2 separate regions of the Mus musculus genome follow, and region 2 is linked to region 1. A link is a contact called in public Hi-C data. All regions are on one chromosome and are shown on one strand. Each heading gives the region's core, a stretch centred on a gene start, on an enhancer-like site or on the middle of the called end of the contact. The rest is flanking DNA. Distances are from core to core; before and after follow the strand shown.

Region 1 (2,564 bases), core at 45-2,544:
TGGACTACCTTGGCTTATTCCTGAGTTTAGTAAAAATGCTTCAAGGTTTTCTCCAGTTACATTATTTTGGCTTGTTGTAAATTGTCTTTATTATATCATGATGGCTTGAGATTCTCTAGGGCTTTTATCATGAAAGGATGTTAGGTTTTGTCAAAGGCCTTATTTGCACCTAATGATTATGTAGTTTCTGACCTCAAGTCCGTTTACACGGTAGATTACATTTCTGATTAATAAATATAATGGTTCAATTGTGTTGATGCATGCCTTACACTCTGGCACGGAGCCAATTTGATCAGAGGAGGTAAGGCACAGATCTTTTTATGTTCTTGAATTCAGTTTGCAAGTATTTTGTTGGGAATTTTTGTGTCTATGTTCATCACAGTTATAAACCAATAGTTTTCTTTTTGTTGGGTCTTTGTAGCACTTGGTATCAGGATAATATTGGTGTTGTAAGAAAGAATTTAGAAACGTTTCCTCTTCTTCTATTTTACAAAATATTTCTAAGAGTATTGGTGTTAGCTCTTCTCTGGAGGCCTGGTAGGACGCTGTGCTGTATACCTCTGATCCCAGGCTATTTTTAGTTGGGAAATTTTCAATTACTGTTTCTATCTCATTTGTCTGTATGGCTCCATTTAAATTACTAACCTCATCTTGAAACCAATCTGTTTCTTTGAAATTTTCTGGTTTAGCAGGATATAGACCTTCGCAGTATGCCCTCAGGATTCTCTGAGTTTCTTCAGTATCTGTTGTAATGTTTTCTTTTTTGTCTCTGATTTTAATAATTTGGTTCCCCTCTTTCTTTCATTTGCTTACTTTGGTCTAAAGCTTGCTTATCTTGTCAATCCTCTCAAAGAAGCAGCTCTTCCTTCCATTGATTCTTTGTATTAGTTTTCACTTCTAGTTAATTAATTTCAGTCCTCACTTTTATTATCTCTCCTCATGCACTCTTTTCTGGTGTTATTTGGTTTTGTTTTTCCAGGGCTTTCAGGTGCAATATAAAGCTATTAATATGAGATCTTCCAGGTTTTTAATGTAGGCATAAAGTGCTATAAACTTAACTCTCAGGACTGCCTTTCCTGTGTCTCCAGAACTGGTTTCTGTATAATCTCCAGGATTTTTTATAAGAAATCATGTTGTTTTGTTTTGTGTTAAGGTACTATGGTTTGAATGTAGCTACTTAAGCCTGTGGGGCTGTTCCCTCTTAGAGAAGCGAGCTATTTTAAACCCACGCACCCACTTGGGAATTGGTGCTTTTAGGAAGCTATCATCTCCTCTCACAGAAGTGCTGCTGAGAGGGAATGTGGGAGAAGCCAGCCCTCCGCAGGGTGAGAGCTGGGCTGAATGGATGACAGAGTGGCTGCTTTGCTGTCAGGTTTGCCGGATACCTCCCCTCCTGCCTTTAAGAAGCATGCTCTCTTTCCCCCACTTTGTGAGTCTGCCAGACTGATTAATAAAACAAGATAATTCTGGATACAAGTCTGTGCAAAACAGCAGAGTATAAAGGAGCTAATGAGAGGCCCTTGGATGGACGTCATTGTCTTTCACAAAGCATCTTTTGGTCCCATTGTTTTCAGCTAAGACTTCCTGCAAAACAACAGGCTTGGCTGCTGCAGTATGGGCTGCCTGACTCTGGGAGGGCTGACAGTTATCACACCTTCTCCTGCAGGGCTGGGCTGGCCTTCAATCATTCCTTCCCCTCAGTTTCTGTGCAGTAAGTGTGACGATTGGAACTATTACCTGACTCTCCTACTGTGAAATCCAGTAGCAATCAGAGGGATTAAAACTACACTGTGATCAACTGCAGAGACTCCTGCCTCTAATGAGTTTGGACTGAATATGGTGAGTCCAGGTCACAGAATCCATTCAAATTGGGTGGCTCCATAAAACCTGGAGGCTCTTCTGAGGATACTACAACATAGGTGAAACAAAACAAGAGCCAACTCTAAATACAGTTGGAACACAAAAGCTAATTAATCACATTTCTGCCGCACGAAAATATCAAACTACATTTTGGAAGATATTTTCATCCTGTTACTGATTTGCATGCATCACATACATTCTTCTATTTAAAGCTCTGCTGATATGGACATGGAGGAATAGAACTGCAAAAGATGGACCATTTGTCTTCGTTAATGTAGCTGTCAATATATGGAGGGCCTGGATTATGGTGGTTGCAAGTCACTGCTTCCCATAGTCTTCATTATATTCTTGGAAATTCCACGTTAGTAAAAACAAGGTGATGATATTCTAATACATATGTGTGTGTGTTGTATGTGCACATGTTTATGCAGGTATACACATACTTGTATGGATGACATAAGAGATTGAGAAGGAAGGCAGATAGAACTCCAAATAGCTGTTCTTAGCATCCTCGAACTTCAACTGTTTAATTCATACATAACATGTAAGTCAGAATCTGCCAGTAGGTGAGTGCTCAAAACCTCTTATCTCTCTTTAATGCTTAGTATTGCTTGCCAACCTGGTGGGATGTAGGATCACCATGGAAACAAACCTCTGGGCATGTCTGTGATGGAGTTTCTAGACTGAGTTAAATAAAGCAAGAA
Region 2 (2,564 bases), core at 44-2,543, 140 kb before region 1:
CAGACACACACACACACAGACACACACACACAGAGACACACACACACAGAGACACAGACACACACACACACCACCGCCGCCCACTTATTACTTTCCTCTGTTAGAACAAAACATGCAGATAATCTACACCCTGGCTCAAAAATAAGTAATGACCAGTAATAATCAGGAGTGGTAATAAAAAAATTTAAAAAAAAAACAACTCACTCTCCGTGTTTCAATGTGTGGAACAGCTGCATTCAAATCTCCTGAGCCAGTTAATTTTAACTGGCTTTAATTTTAACTAGATTTAACTGCTTTTCCTCTCCTCTGACAAATCAAAATAGCTGCCCTATCGACCACAAGAACCGGTAACCGAAGCACAGTTCCTGTTTTTCGGAAGAGACTTGCATTCAAAGCCACATAGGAGGTGTTTAACATATGTGGGAATTGAAGTGTTGAATGAGGGAGACTGAAACTCAGACACGAACTCAGGCCCCATTGGCGGCTTGTACAGGACCATCTCATGCCAGACTCTGACCCACGTGCCTTCAGTTCTGCTCTCTCATTTAACACAGAATCCCAAAGTCCACGTGGAAGGTCTGGAACTCAGAACGCATTTCCTCAAAGCCAAGTGCAATGTGCCCATCAGGGGGCATCTCAGGACAGACCACAGACCACTCCAGCTTAAAAGTGTGCACTGGAGGTTGTATAACTTACAAGTGGGAAATACTACTGCAACAACGGCTCCAAGAAGAATGAAGACAGCCCCCAGCCCCACCCCCAACCAACCGAGTCTGGGAAAATGTCTAATTAGCAGAGAATGAAGGACCAAGTCTACTACGAGACTTCCGCACAAAGGGAAAAGAAAAGTATTGATAGTTATTCTCAATTTTAGTCCCAGGAGGAAGAGGATGAAGGGAGGAGGAGAACAAAGAAGAGAAGAGAAGAGCTGGTGACTAGGGAGAAGAGGTTGAGGTAAGGAGGAGAGAGAGCAGGAAGAAGGGGGAGGAGAAGGACTCAGGAAGAGTTGAAAAAAGGAAGAGAAGGAAAGGGTTCTGAGAGCTGTGGAGTCGGGGAAGGGACGATGGAGGTATATTTACCCTCAGGAACTAGAGCGCACTCTCCACTGAACTACCCTTGGGCAGAAAAGCCTCTCCACACCCTATATCACGGATGAGAAAGACCGAGTCCAGCACAGTTCCAGAGGCTGGCACTAGATGGCGCCACCAACTCAACATAGCATGGTTGCTGGAGGGGTAGCAAGCAACTCTGACTTCATCCCCCAGGAGTTGTTTACCAGGCAAGGGCTTTATCTAAAACAAGCACTGCTCCCTTAACCAGTCAGCCTCTCTTCATGTCCAGAGAGCACCACTGTGCTAACAGAAGAGGTCAAACCAATTCTGAAATAATTTCCTCAGTCCATTTTTATCAATGAAACTGGGGGGAGGGGAGTGAAGAGGATGGTGGAAGAAGTTGGGTGCACGGCCTCCCCTCACCATAATATTCATGAATTCAAGGATAATTTCAGAGGATGTTTGCCATTAACTGACAAAAATCCCAAACCCTTGGCCACGTTGTTTCCCCCTTGAAGATGAGTTTAAATGTCACATGACACACCTGTGACAGGCAGAAGAATTCAAATCCAGCGTCTCACAGGTGAAGCTCCCAGAATAACAGATCGTGGCAAATCAGCCATGTTTTACATCTTCATTTTACTGTGGTTGTGTCCTCTGATCAGCCTGTCTCCACTTCCTGCCGGTGCTGAGCTCCTGACGAGACCCCCTCACTCACCATGGCACAGAGACCATCAGCTGATCACCACAGTGGAACATTCCAGGCTTCCTCTCTTGCATACTTCTTTGCCTGTCTCTCGCTCAAATGCTGACATCTCACCGAAGTAGTGCACTGGGTATGCTGAGCAACCAATTTCCTCCTAAAACGCTATTTATACAATCCCTTTCTGATACTGGCTTGAGGTCAGAAGGGCAGGAACTGGCTATCACACCAGGTGGCCAAAGGCAACAGAGTGTAACCTGGAAGTGGCTGCAAGAGGATTCTGGGAACTGATGGCAACATGCCTGCCTAGCTTCCTTACAATTCTGATAAGGACTGCTGTCCCCAACGCTCGTCATCCCATGGAATGTGTGCGAAGGAAGGGTTAATTTGAAATGTGTCTACATTTTCCTCTCACTGAATGGTAATAATATCTTTCACAGATAATTTCTCTTTTTTTCCCTTCAGTTTGACTCTTCAGGGTTTATTCATTTGCATAATATGGAATCTTGAACCCATATAGATATTCTACAAATCAATGTGAGTAATTCTCCCACTAAATCAGCAGCTTTAATTTAAGCTCATCATTGTTTGCATAGAAATCTTCATGCACTCATCTGCCTGATTTTTTTAATCACTTAAAACCTCCAACACTGACACACTAAGTATCTCCGCATTTAGCTATCTCCAAATTTTGAACTCATTGCTAAAAAGAAATGAGCCACAGTACATTCATACGCTCTATTATTTCCCAAACTGAGCCTTTCCCGTGCACTTAAGGTTCAGCCAGCCCCAAGAATGCCTCTTGACTG

The links. Hi-C and Micro-C count contacts between places; a contact is called where the count stands out from the background.
Region 2: a Hi-C map of cortical neurons shows a contact between it and region 1, with 2.0 times the contacts expected there. The contact joins two enhancer-like sites. A contact is called at or near these places in 15 of 39 promoter capture datasets (the 3T3-L1 cell line, the C10 cell line, cranial neural crest and 7 more), 7 of 484 Hi-C or Micro-C datasets (the G1E-ER4 cell line, Sertoli cells, cortical neurons and 3 more), 9 of 115 datasets of contacts at active chromatin or transcription factors (CD8 T cells, embryonic basal ganglia, embryonic forebrain and 4 more) and 2 of 9 other capture datasets (adipose tissue and liver).

The regions. Positions count from the first base shown.
Region 1 is chr4:32,105,806-32,108,369 of GRCm38.p6, reverse strand. No RefSeq gene overlaps it. Among named protein-coding and RNA genes, the nearest start is that of Gm52717, 54 kb to the left of the region's middle. Within about 2 kb of position 1,294, at least 35 of the 459 cell types and tissues checked have an H3K27ac peak or open chromatin away from gene starts, as enhancers often do. A contact at or near this core is called in cortical neurons, where this site is marked.
Region 2 is chr4:32,247,095-32,249,658 of GRCm38.p6, reverse strand. It overlaps a transcript of Bach2 not described here. Among named protein-coding and RNA genes, the nearest start is that of n-TGccc3, 18 kb to the right of the region's middle. Within about 2 kb of position 1,293, at least 174 of the 459 cell types and tissues checked have an H3K27ac peak or open chromatin away from gene starts, as enhancers often do. A contact at or near this core is called in cortical neurons, where this site is marked.